Regions from separate parts of the Mus musculus genome. Here region 2 is linked to region 1. Evidence: chromatin contacts called from public ChIA-PET data. All regions are on one chromosome and are shown on one strand. The core of a region is the stretch at or near the end of the contact, and the rest is flanking DNA. Distances in the headings are between cores, read along the strand shown.

Evidence for each region. ChIA-PET counts read pairs in DNA pulled down with a chosen protein or histone mark.
Region 2: a contact with region 1 is called in an RNA polymerase II ChIA-PET map of memory CD8 T cells, with 124 read pairs. The contact joins the enhancer-like site here to the promoter of Smyd2 in region 1. A contact is called at or near these places in 3 of 39 promoter capture datasets (embryonic stem cells, liver and stem cell-derived epiblast-like cells), 11 of 484 Hi-C or Micro-C datasets (CD4 T cells, the N1E-115 cell line, Th1 cells and 5 more), 8 of 115 datasets of contacts at active chromatin or transcription factors (CD8 T cells, the SCID.adh cell line, effector CD8 T cells and 3 more) and 3 of 9 other capture datasets (adipose tissue, embryonic stem cells and liver).

Annotation. Positions count from the first base shown.
Region 1 is chr1:189,919,676-189,926,522 of GRCm38.p6, forward strand. It overlaps Smyd2 (SET and MYND domain containing 2), which reads right to left and starts at 2,616. Exons shown (of 12, transcript NM_026796.2): 1 at 2,432-2,616. The coding sequence starts at 2,604.
Region 2 is chr1:189,863,741-189,870,587 of GRCm38.p6, forward strand. Ptpn14 (protein tyrosine phosphatase, non-receptor type 14) reads left to right here. Exons shown (of 19, transcript NM_008976.2): 18 at 1,632-1,795; 19 at 6,187-6,847. The coding sequence ends at 6,315. Among named protein-coding and RNA genes, the nearest start is that of Gm26574, 29 kb to the left of the region's middle. Within about 2 kb of position 3,946, at least 166 of the 459 cell types and tissues checked have an H3K27ac peak or open chromatin away from gene starts, as enhancers often do. A contact at or near this core is called in CD8 T cells, Th1 cells, adipose tissue and 6 more, where this site is marked.

The DNA of each region.
Region 1 (6,847 bases), core at 1,366-3,865:
AAGAGGGAGACCTCGGTCCTAGAGGAAGAATAAATATTCTAGTATATTCTAGTCAACCCCTGGTCACAGCTGAGCCTTTCTTTCTGAAGCCAATAAAATTGAGTCAGAATGTCCAGTTTTCAGTTTGAAATATATATATATTTAAAGAATGTGTAAGAACTGTGTGTAGATGTTAACCAGGGACCAAAACACGTACACAGACATATGGGCAGGTGGGTGGGCAGGCGTGCATATGTATGTATATATGAGGGATAGCTCTCACCTAGAAGTTACTTATATTTTTAGGAGTTGCCTTCTAGCAGCTGAGGCAAAATCTGCATCTTCCCAAATGTCACCTACCAAGCTGAGAAAATGTGATACTAATTTAAAACTGCCAGAAGGGGGAATAAAAAAATTCCTGGCACTAAGAATCCTATTTTGTAGAGAGCTTAAAAAATAACATTCTACCATTATTTCTCGGTTAATATAACATGCTCACTCCTGGAGAAATAGTTTTTCTTCCCAAGTGAGTTAAATTATAACATAGTAGATGTGGCATGAGACCCCGGGAGGCTCATCTATCTTAAGTGATAATACTATACTTCTAGCACAAAAAAGGACAGCGCAGCTTTTTTCTGGGGGCATGACACATGAACCGACACGCACCCCACCTGTAACATGCTCCTGAAACTCCACAGAGCTGTGCATCCCCCCCTTTAATACACAAGAACAGGTCAGGCCTCAGTCACACACAAGTAGGAGATGGAGTAACACAGTCTTAGAACGATCTAGCAAAACTAACCAGATTTTACGGCAACCACGGGATGCGGTACGAAGATTTCTCTAGGTGCACGGATCTTGTGAGTTTTATTTCTTGGGCAATATTTTAGTTGAGTTCCAAGTTCTGACTGTTACATAAGCCAAACAGAAGAGATTGGTTGACAATGGAATGGCAGCCTGGGGGGCCCAGGAGAGGGAACTGAGGCAAAATTAGTGACATTAACAAATGTCAAGGGGAGTGGGGGGTTAGCTGTCACAAATGACAGGATTCCTGAGGCTGGGTGATTTGTAAGGGTACTTCTGGAAGCTTGTGTGTCTTTGTACAATCAGGACACTCCCAACAGGAGAGAAGCACGCCTCAGCTGTCAACGCAGATATTTAATTTCAGGAGGAGAGAACTGGCCACGAGTCCCTACTACGCACTCCGCAAGGCCCACGCCTCTCACCGCACACCAAGCGCCAGGACCCCTGACGGAGGCCCCCTCTGTGCTGGGTGACCCGCTTTGCTCCTTTACTGCAGACACCCACACTGCTGCAGACTCCCAGCCACAGCGAGGCTCAGAAGATCAAGGGACCAGTTGCAGCAGCCTTTTTAACTTTGGGAAAACCCAATGCTCACTTCACTCAAACGTCGCAAAGTGGTGCCATGACCCTTTAGCTCTTGGCTCGCCAATTCAAAGAGGCACATCACATACAGCCCTTCCGCTGCCCACGGCACGCTTCTGCGTCTAGTTCCTTTCCAGGTCCCCCCCAGCGGAAGACAGTTCTGGCAGGGAGTCCGGCCGAGATTACTCTAATATGCAACCTTTGTCCATTCTTTTGTTGTCTTATTGTAGAACGAGGCGCACGAGTCTGGGAGGCTGAGAGCTTCGTGGAGTGCAGGACTGGGGGCAGCCCGCAAGAGGTACCTGCAGAACCCCAGGTTAGCTTAATCTAGCCCACCATCTCCACTTCAAAGGTGATGACACTGACCTTCAAAGCAAGTCAGGCAGGGTTCCTTCCTCAGGCATCCACAGATGGCCTGGGACAGGCTCAACTCCAAAGCCAGACCCCCTACCTCAGCAAACTTAGGAAGCAAGGAAGTGGGTGGGCGGGACGTGTCAGTCCTGACAGGCCAGGCTCCAGCCCCTAATTAGTGCCTTGTGTATACACAGCTACCCTTCCTCTCTGGGCTTTAGTGTCCCAACAGTAAAATGATCTCTTCTCGGCCTTTAAGATAAAGTGTGTCTGTAAAATGAAGACACAGGGTGGGATGGGGGAATCCCAACGCACCTTCCTGATCCGCAACTACCTTAAGGCTTAGCATGTGGCCGTGGATACAGCATCTACACACTCAGGACATGTATGAAGTAGTACAATCAAATATTCTCCCAACAAACTGTGTCCCCTCATCCCAATCCACGGAGCCCAGTCTCATAGGCGTGTCTGTTCCATAGCTTCCCTCCTCCAGAATGACCGGAAGCGTCCCTGGCTGATCGGGTCATCACTCCCTAGGGGGTGGGGGAGCCGCCCATCTCAGGACAGCTCGGGAGGCCTCGGGACCACAGAGAACCTAAGCTAGAACGGACACGCGTGGGGCGGCGCAGGTCCGGCTGCGGGGCAGGCCGTGGCTCAGCGGACGCGGCGCACGTGGCTCCGCGTGGCCCCTCCCGCCCGCACGGTCCCCGCGTACCTGGCGAAGCAGCACTCGCAGTGGTGGCCCCGCTCGCCCACGGTGAGCACGCAGGCGTAGGCCGGGCAGGAGAAGAGGAGGTCGCCCACGTGGAAGGGCCGCAGCGCGCGGAGCCCCCGGCCCTTGCCCGCACTGCAGAAGCGCTCCAGGCCGCCGCGGGCCTCGGCGCGCATGCTGGCGGCGCTGCGGCTGCGCGCTGCGGGGCACGCGCGTCACGGGAGGGAGGGAGGGAGCGAAGGCAGGTCTGCCGCGGCCGCCGGCCTTCAAGGAACTCGGCGCTCTGCTCGGGGCGGGTGCTGTGCCCTGGCCGCGCCCCGGAGCGCGGGGCGGGAGGGCGGTGCGCAGGGCGCGCGCACGGGAGTCCGCCTGCACCCGCCAGGCTGCGCTGCCCGGTGAGGAAGGCTGGAGTCCCAAGCCACCCAGGCCACCACCCGCTGTGCCCGCAGACAGCGTCCCCACTAAGATCCCGGGTGGTGGAGCAGGGAATGAATGAGTGTGGTTTGCAGTTGAGCTGTGCGTGCTAAAAAACACAGTTCTCACCTCCCAGGGAACTTAGAGAGAGTTCATTCTGGAGCCAATAGGAGGGGTCATGGCCAGGTTTGGGTTACCCCAAAGTCTACGTTCCAACGTTGTAACAATTTGATTAAAAAAAATTCCATAATAACAGAAAAAGAAAGTCATAAATCAAGACGTCAAAAATATGTCGGTGGGACCCCCCAGGTAGGCTGGCTGCAGAAGGGAGGGAACCTCAGCTACAGGCCTCAGATGCAATCTGACTGCACTCTCAATGTATGGCTTGATTATGTTCCAGGCGGTTTTACCTGTTATTCACGAGCTGGTAGGTTAGACACAGGATAGGCAACGGGTAGCTATTAAGGGAACTGGAGAGGGCCCAAGGAAAACTGCCAATAAGCTCCAGACATTGCAGCCTCTCCGCAAAGGTTGAAGTTCAAGTCGGTTAATTAGCTTTGCAGAAAGAGGGTCAGTGCCAGCTGCAGGTTTGTTTTTTTTTTCTCTCCAGCTTTCGTTCACAGGGCAAATCATAGAATGGGGGATTTGGAACCCGTGAATAAAATTTCTTTAGTGATAATATGAATAAGCCTTCCTCCAAGGAAAGGGCACCGTGGGTATGGGTTCTTTGGCCCATTTTTATTTTTTATTATTACCCTTTTTTTTTGTAAGTATGAGTGCATGTGTGCGAGCATACCCCTGTATGTGTGCTGGAAACATGTGTAGAGGTCAGAGGGCAACTTGCAGGAGTGGGTTCTCACCTTTTACCACATGGGGCCTGTGTCTGATTTGTCTGTCAGGTTTGGTGGTAGGTGCCTTTATACTCTGAACTATCTTGTAGGTCCATGTATCCATTTTAGTAACCATGGACATCACTGGACTATAAACTTGGACAAAGTGTAGGCCTGGATCCTTCAATTCCACGTAATAATAACCCTTCATTACTGGGTACCATTGAGCTAATGTGCTTATTTAACACATCTTGCTTACCTTAAAATAGGTGTAAGATTTGGGAAACCCTCTTCCATACCCTACTCACCTGTGACAAGCAACATTCTCAGGTAGGTTTGTGCCTAGAGCCCACTCTGCCGTCTGCTGGAAGCATTTTCTCAAATCTTGAGACTTTCTAAAGATGCCCACCTATGTAGATCTGCAGCGTGTTTTTTTGGATTCATTTTGGCTTGCTTTTTAGCATTCTGATTTGCGGAAGGATATCTTAGCAGTACAAAGAAGAAAAGACATAGAAATAAACAAACAACATGTTTGTAAACTCAGTACATGGTTTACTCTTCCAAGAACTCACTGCAGAGTTTGAGAAATGTGTTCCATTACACACACACACACACACACACACACACACACACACACACACACCTTTCTCCTACTGCGTGTTTTGTTTTGAGACGGGCTGGCCTCAACCTCCCTAAGTACCAGAGAATGACCTTGGGTTTTGAATCCTCCTGCCTCTGTCTCCCTAGTGATGGTATTACAGATATGCAGCACCACACCCAGTCCCCCGGGGCACTGGGGACTCAATCCAGGGCATCTCAGGGCAGAGGTTGAGTGTTACCGGAGAACACTGGAAAACAAGCAGCTTCATTTCAGAAAAGTCGGGATGAATTCGAATGACTGGAGCCGGGGCAGTGAGGCAATAGCTGTAAAGTTAGGAGCCTCCCGTAATGATAAAACCCGTGCTTAAAATAAATGGTCAAGGCGCGGCTCCCAGCCAGCCGGGGCAGACCGATGACAGCACCCTCCATGCATCTCATGCTTGCCGCTCTGCCACTCAGCGGTCTCACATTCCATGAAGGAAGCTGTCTGGCTGCCAGGGCCCGCCTGTGTACCAGCTCCTCTCCCGCTTGTCCCATGATTTGGGAAAAATCGGTGTTAGAAAGATTTGGGATGGCTTCGCCTCGCGTTGAAATACGGGCAAGGCACAGGATGAAGGCCCCCTCTGCTTAACCGCCTAAAAGATCATCTAATCCATTTGTAACGCATCCTTCCAGCTGCAGATTAACACGTGGAAGAAACAGCTCTGGGCTCGGAAATAAAGCCCTGGCAGAGGGGCCAGCAGGGAACACGCCCCGGCCCTCTGTTGTTCCTCTATATGTACTTTATCTGCTGCGCATGTGCAGAGGAGATCCAGCACTTTGGGGTCCTATAGCCACAGACAGCTGGGGTCTAATCGGGAAGGACCTGGGTAATGCCACTCAAAGATATTATTAGGGCCTCATATCTAGAGCCTGTAAACATTACCTTGTAAGGTTAAGAGGGAGTCTTACCAGTGTATTGAGGACTGGAGCTAGTGTGAGCCCCCGACTCAATTCCATCGCAAAGCCCCTTTCCAGAGAGGCAGAAAGAGATTTGACATGGCTGGAAGAGGAGGCAGCACATGCTGTAAGGACACAGATTGACTTGATGTGGTCTTTTTAAGACTGTCAGTGAGACCTGCCTTTCCTCAGTGCCCCGTTCTGAGCATGGCTTACAACATCCTGAGTTCAGCTCAGGGATGCTATGTCCACATGTCTGGCCTACTGTCCCATCTGTGGTCACTTGTTACAGAAGCCACAGGAAAGCAATATAAAGCACAAAACAATACGGAGTTCCATGGAAGACAATCAGCAAAGCCCTGATTGCAAATTCAGTGCGTAGGAGAGCATTAGACACTCAGGGAATAATCTTACTTAAGAAGCGTTTACAGAGCTCCCACTGTGTGCTAGTTACACCTGTAAACATCCTCGGTTAGAGGCCAGAAGAGACCAAGAGCAGAAGCTGATTTTACAAAGGGACAAGAATGGGTTCTCTAGCACCCACACGGTGGCTCATAACCACCTCTAACTCCAGCCTCCAGGGGCACAGTGCCCTCCTCTGACACAGCAGACATGTGATACAAATACATGCAGGCGAAGCCCCACTCCCCAACACACAAATAAAAATTGTAAAAATTCTCATTTAATCTCTCTATTGACACATTGTAGATGAAGGCCTAAACTTAAAATTGTGTGTGCAAGGCTGGGCGTGTAGCCCCATCGAACTGTTCTTATTTGACATGTACAAGAGTTTGGCTCTAATCACTGGAAAAATCTAAAAATCACTTTATCTAATCAAAGCGAGTATATTTAGCCTTGAATCCATGCCCTGGGCCACTTCATTGCTGTTTCTCAGTGAACCTGAGCCCCTAACCCTAGGCCAGCAATGTTTGTGTCTAGATTAGTGCACTACCCGCCTCAATAGCCCTTCCTTGTCTCTCACATCAGCCCAGAGCTCTGCTCTCTGGAAAGATGGCTCAGCAATTGAGTGCTTGCTGTCTTCCCACAGGGCCTGAGTTCAGTTCCCAGCACCCACATCAGGCTGTTTACAACTGCCTGTATCTACAGCTCCAGGGGATCCAGTGGCTTCTTCTATTCTCTGTGGATGCTTGCACTCATCTGGCAGATAGACAGGCACACACACACACACACACACACACACACACACACTCACCCCAAAGTCAAATAAGTCTTTAAAAATCAAACGAAAAGCTGAGCGTGGTGACACATGTATTCAGTCTCACTGCTCACTGAGGCCAGCCTGGTGGTGGTGTGAATTAACGCCTAGATTTATTATACCATAACCAAACATAAAATAAACTCTTCTAATTAAGCAAATCTAAGAAGAACACAAAGACATCAGTATCACTATTGATCGTAATATATAGGCAGTTGCCTATAGTTATAAAGAAAGTTCCAATCAATGGATAGAAGTGTTTTCGTGATCCCAGAGCTATATCTGTAGATGTCAGCTTGGAATGTTTGTGGATTCGAAGGGCCAAAGCCCTCACCCCCTGTGCTCTGCTATCTTGCTGGCAAGCAAGGATGCAGCCATGAACGGAAATAGCCTTTGCTTCTGTGCTTAACTGCAGTGAGA
Region 2 (6,847 bases), core at 2,696-5,195, 55 kb before region 1:
GGCATAAACACATAAGGATGGTAGGATTTGCCCTGCATGGGGAACCTGTATCAGGCAAATCCATTACATGTATTTTTCTTTTCAGGGCAGGGCTATTTTTAGATACTGATTCATGAGAATATATGGGTGCCATGTGTACCAGGTAGTGGCCCAGGGAAGGTAACCAACAGCAAGTGGACATACTGTGCGCACCACAGAGACCCACTGTGTGCAGATCCACTGTGCGCACCACAGAGACCCACTGTGCGTACCAAAGAGAACCCACTGTGTGCAGAGACCCACTGTGTGCATGTTGGACAACATCAGAACCTTGGGTTTATTTTTGATATGTTTAGAATCTGCCATAGGGTCTGAGAAGGCTCACAACACAGAGACAAGAAAAGACCTAGGGGAAAAAAAAAAAACCAAAACCTGATGCTTTGACAGAAAGATTACATTTACCACTAACATGGGGAGCACAAAGAACACGGAGTAGGCCAGCGATGGGGCAAAGAATGCAAAGCCCCAGAGAGGCTGAGTGACCAGTTGTCTATCCCAGCTGTCTGTGAGGTGGGGTGTGGCCTCTCCAGAACTTCCCGCCCTCATAACAGCACTAATTATTCAATTTAGAGAATCTTCTGCTGGTGGGCTTGTTAAAGTTGTCCCTAAGAAGAAAATCTGGGTAAATACAAATAGATTGGCTTGATGATTGACAGCTCTGCTGACAGGTGGCGCCCACGAGACGCTCTAAAGTATAGTCAGCCCTTTAAGTCAGAGGCAGTTTGAGGAATGACCGTTTAAGCTACTGGAGGACACAGGGCATCCATCCCTTTAAAGAGTGTGGGTTGCCCAAGGTTGATGTTGTAAGAGTCTTGACGAAGTGATGCTGTATGACGCCATGGAAACGCTGGCTGTTGGAGTCCAAAGAACCTATTTTACTTGTTACGTGATTATGGCAAAAAACATTCAGGATCCTGAGGCTGTTTTTCCTTTGTGTCCCTTTGGGACAGTAAGCAAACCTTTGTGCTGGGCTGGGCAGCTGCTAGAAGCTGTGAGAACATGTCTTGAACCCTCCACCCACAGGCTTGTCGTCCCCAGAAGTGGGCTTCCTATTGAATAGTCATATAACTTCATGGAAGTGGATTCCCCCAAAGCTTTTTTTTTTTTCATCTGAAAATGAATTCAAGGCTCCGTTGACATTCACTGATTCTGTGCTGGGAAAGCGATGGGGCAGGTGGCTGCTCTTTCCCCAACAGGAATTGGCTCTGACAGGCGGGCATTTCAAGGGGACTTAGCGGATGCTCTGATCCCAGTCTGTTAGTGGTATGAAATACTGTAAGTAATGTCTAGAATCATCTGCTAGGGGGACTTGGGGATTTGCAGAGAGGGAAACAGAATTTAATTTTTTAAAAAGAACTATTTAAAGAACAAGTTCTCCTGTGGACTAATTGACTCCCAGCTGGTCTCTTCTGGCTTCGGGGTGTTGCAGCAGTTACCAGCCAAATGATTAGCGTCTTATAAGAATTGCAAATTATTATGACTGGAAAACAAAAGAGTCACCCTCAGCCCTGGTGCCTCCCCCCCATCCTCCCCCCCTGGACACAAAGACATGTGACACACTTGGGTGACAAGATACACATTTTATCCTGCAGCCTACTTGGAGGAAATCCAGTCAGTCCGACGCCACACCAACAGCGTGCTGGAAGGCATCAGGACCAGGCACCCCCCCATCGTGGTTCACTGCAGCGCGGGTGTGGGAAGGACTGGTGTGGTTATCCTCTCTGAGCTCATGATCTACTGCCTGGAACACAACGAAGTGAGTCGTCCGCCTCCCCCTTGCCACCTTTTGATTGTGTTTGTTTTTATGGGATGGAAAGTGAACTTGGACCTGTGCATGCGTGTGTGGAGGCCACAGTTCAACCTCAGTGGGCTTCCTTTAGGTACCATCGGCGTCTCTCGTCACTAAATAGACACTAGGCTGTCTGGCCAGTGAGCCCCAGGGCTCCTCCTGTTCCACCTCCCAGTGCTGGGATTAAGTCCACACTACCATGTATAGTTACTGCTCACAACTATGGTTCTTTAAAAACTTATCTCAGATCCTCACACTTCTGTGGTGAGCAATTTACCAACTGAACCACATCCCCAGGCCTGCTATACCTTGGTTCTCACCAGAACCATGCTCCTACCAGCTTTGTGGTCGACGCCTCTCCGCTGACCAGTTGTTCCCAGCTGGAGTCCAGAATCTATAGCTTTCCTGTCTCTTACTGCTCACTGCTGTGTGTAGGCTCCTAAATACAAGAAGAAATGAGGGTGTTCTAGAAACATCCAGCAAACCTGACTGCCGTGGGCATTCACTTCCAGAAGCAGGCAGATGAGTTCTGTTGTGGTTGTTTGACATGGCACGTGGCTCTGGCACGTGTAGTTCAATGTGTCCTGCATTTCTGGGATGTGCTTTGGCCCAAATCCTGTGTGTTGATAGATGCATCTCTGTAGGACACGGTTGTTGTCCTTATGGTATTGTTGGTATTCTGTCTGGACTCCACTCCCACAGTTACCTGGCAACAGCCAGGTAGGCCTGGCCCACTATAAAAGGGGCTGCTTGCCCCCTCTTCTGTCTCTTACTCCTGCTTCCCACTTGATTCTCTCTTGCTCCCCATCTCTCCCCACTTCCTTCCACACTCCCCACCCCACGTGGTCATGGCCAGCTTCTACTTCTCTACTCTCTCCCTCTCTCTGCCTTTCTCTGCCTCTACCACCCTCTTAACTCCCCTCTCCATGTCCTGAATAAACCTTATTCTATACTATACTGTCGTGTGGCTGGTCCCTCAGGGGGAAGGGATGCCTCAGCATGGGCCCACCGAGGCACCCCTTCCCTCACACCTCACCACACCCCCATAGAACATACTCTTACACTTCTTTGTCTTTTTATAATCACAGCAGGTATAGTTTTCATCTGGGGGCGTTTGCCCTTGTCTGGCTTGGCAATATATTGTGTATATTGGCAATATATTGTGCTATGTGGGCCAGCATTGGCCATTCGTTGTTTTAATCACATAGGAGTGTGTTATCTCGAGCTGCCATAGACTCTGGAGTTACAGTGAGAGCCATCGACAACAGCTCTGCTTTCATTCACATAAGATTGTGTGCAGGGTGGGGGCAGTGGTTTTGGTTTCTGCTTCTCCGTTTGTGTGTTGGTTTGTTTATGAAAGTTCTAGGGAGCTAACCCAGAACTTCACACCTGTCAGGAAAGTGCCCTCCCTACCACTGAGCTGTACGCCCCCCAGTTCTGGGTGTTTTCTTGTGCTTCTTCGTGGGTCTTGCTATGTAACCCTTACACCAGGTCCCAAACCCTAGGCTGTAAGGTCAATAGAGGGGCATCCTTACCTCTGCTCTATGGAAAGCCAGGCCCAGAGGAGGAAAGCCAGGCCCAGAGCAATCGTGTGATGATGTAGCCGGTCCTGTGTAACTTTAAGCAGCTGTCTGATGGCAGGAAGCAAGCTCTCCTCCTCTGAGGTCACTTCCTGCCTTCACACTGTTTCCCACAAGCTGTTCAGGTTCCAGATCGTGCAGCAGGGAACCCTTGTTCTGTGTAATGGATGCTTCAGTGTGTTAGTACGTGTACTCGTAGACTCAGAGATTTGAAAAGCAGCTTTATTTAACACTGCCCTGTCCTTAGCTCTTTGGAGCCCCATCCACAGCCTCTGGGAAGGCTGGAGATCACGCTGCTCACCGTGCATCAAAGCCAGCCTGGCGCTGAATGGGTGTGAATTGGGGGATGCAGCCAACGGGGATCCGGTGGGCTTCCCCCCCCACTGAGGCTCAGTGCCCCCAGCCCCCGCTGTGGTATGTTTCCTTCAGTACCCAGCTGCATGCCAGCACATTCCTTGCTGGTGTGGGACAGTCCTAAAACAACTTCTGTTCCCATTGATATTCAGCGATAAGGTGACTCACACAGTTCATTTCCTTCCCCCAGCGCCAGCACAGCCAACCTTATCTGTCCAGTTTGTTTCCCAGGGTTGCTGTTGACCAAGGGGCAACCAGACCGGCTGCTCCGCCCCGTGTGTTCTTCAGGCCTGGCTCCTCCCACTCCTGTCTCCCTCTCAGGAGAAGGGCCAACATATTTAGTTTGTTCTTTAAACAAAGACTTTTAACAAATGAATATAAGACCGTTAGGCCTCCTTTCCTCGCATCCCTGCTTAGCCTGCCTTTTCTAATTACTGAGGTGATTTGTGTGTTTTGTATTTTTGGTTTGTGATTCTAGCAGCGTTCATCTTTGTCAACGAAGAAGTGGCTTTTCTTTTTTCCCCACACTTTCCCCCTTTTGTCTCATTTAAAATATATTTTTAATCATGTGGAGATGCTAGGTTAGGCATGTGTGTGAGTACAACGCCCACAGAGGCCAGAGGAAAGTGTCTGCGGCTCTGACGTGTAGTCACCGTGGTTGTGAGCCACCTGATGGGGGCGCCCGGAGCTGGTGGCGAGTGTGGAGTCCTACCTCTTGAGCTGTCTCTTGCCCAACCATGCTCTCGTTCTCATGACTCACAGCAGTTGGTCTTGGGGAGTGAGGGAGATTCCACCGCTGCGAGGTGGTGGCTGTGAGGTCAAGGTTGGTCTCCAGGCTGCTTTGCAGTGTCAGTACTGTATGGCTTTCCCTGCTGTTCATGGTGTGTCAAGGACCATGTCTGCCCTGCCTTGCATAATGCCAGGGGCACTGTGTACCAGTGGTAGTGGGAGGTGGGGATGGGGGTGGGGTGAGGATGGGGTTCTGATAGCTGTGATGTGGGGGGGGGGTGAGGGGGGGATGGTGGGGGGTGAAAATAGGGGTGAGGATGGAGGTAGGGGTGGGGGGTGAGGATGGGGAGTAGGGGTGATGGTAGGCGTGGTGGTGGGGATAAGGAGGGTGGAAGAGGATATGAGAGAAAGAGAAATGGAGGTGGAGGCTGTGGAGGCAGGGAGGGATGGCAGATTGGGAGGCGGTTTTCCCAAGAGATCAGAAGTGTCTTGAGGGCTGAGGAGCTATCCCAGTGGCCATAAGCGCTCACATGTGAGGCGATTCCCAGCGTCCATGAGAAGCTAGGTGTGGACGAGCACACAGAAAGCCAGGGGAGGCACGAGACTCACAGAACACAGATGATTATATGGGGCGGGAAGGGCACGGTCACAGGGCACAGATGATAGCACAGGGCAGGAAGGGCACCGCACCACAGTGCTGGGGCTCTCTGGTGAGAAGCCAACCCAGATGAGAAGCTGCAAGCTTCAGTTCAGTGAGGGACTCTGTCGCAACGGCATAGGGCATCTGATGTCCGCCTCTGAGAATATGCACCCATGTACAATGGTGTGCACTACAAGCACATACCCCATACATGAGTATCCATGCACCACACAAAGGAAATATCTGGACCAGCAAGATGGGTCAGTGGGTAAAGGTACTAGACAGCAAGCTTTACTACCTGAGTTTGGTCCCCAGGACACGCACAAATAAATGTCATAAATTTAAAAAGAAAGAAAGGAAGGAAGGAAGGAAGGAAGGAAGGAAGGAAGAAAGAAAGAAAGAAAGAAAGAAAGAAAGAAAGAAAGGAGAGAGGGGGAAGGAAGGAAGGAAGGAAGGAAGAAAAGAAAAGAAAAGAAAAGAAAAGAAAAGAAAAGAAAAGAAAAGAAAAGAAATAGCTAACTTGAGGGGGTTGAGGCAGGAGCATCATGTGTTTGAAGTCAGCCTAGACTACAGAGTGAGTTCCTCAAAATTTTTCTCAACCTGTATGTAAAGGGAAGGGGATGGAGGGAGGGAAGGAATGGTATTTGGCATTCGCCACAGTCCACTGCTTTGAGAACCTTGCACTGTAAGTGCAAACAGCTTTCAGATTCACTCACACGAGTAAACAAACACGGGTGAACGATACCACACCAGAAACAGGGGTCTCCAACCGTGGCACAGAGCCGATTCCTAAAGCCCTGGAGGGTCAGAACCCTTAGCTCCGCCTCCTTCCTGGTTGTCCGCAGTGGGCAGAGTCTTAGCTCCGCCTCCTTCCTGGTTGTCCACAGTGGGCAGAGTCTTAGCTCCGCCTCCTTCCTGGTTGTCCACAGTGGGCAGAGTCTTAGCTCCGCCTCCTTCTTGGTTGTCCGCCTTGGGCAGAGGTTTCCCCGGCAGGGAGGGGAGATCTCGGGGAGGCATTCTGTCTCAGCCTGTGTGCCCTTTCTGTTCTCTTGCAGAAGGTGGAGGTGCCCACGATGCTGCGATTCCTCAGGGAGCAGAGGATGTTCATGATCCAGACCATTGCGCAGTACAAGTTCGTCTACCAAGTCCTCGTCCAGTTCCTGCAGAATTCCAGGCTCATTTGATCTCCTCCGGGATGCAGCTTCTGGAGGAGGGACGCAGCTCTGTCCTGCAGGGGGCGCCACTTCGACAACATCTGCCTCCCCCAGCCAGAGGTGGATGGCTGGCAGCAGGCAGAAGCCAGAGTTACTCACAAACATCATGTATTATTTTATATAAGATAATTTATTTTTTCCCTCTTTGGAATAAGTTCTGTGAGTTATTATATAATGCTTCCCCCCCATACACACACACAATAATATAGTGCTTCTCATTTGAACCACACGTTGACTGATCTGCAGTGTTAGCCTCCGGGAGGGAAGGTGGTGGCCCCCATGGGACATTTTAGACACAGAGGCATAAAGGGAAAGCATCTCTAGTGAAGTTGCAGGCAAACTGGTAATGCTCCAGTCAAAAGTGGCAAGAGAGAGAAACCATCCTCAGCTGGAAGGGAGAGAGCCAAGGTCCTGGAAAGTGATCCAAACACACTGGGTTCCTGCACCTTGCTGGGTGCTTGCTTTTCTCTCCTGCATTTCTGTCCTCTGTCCTCGCCCTCAG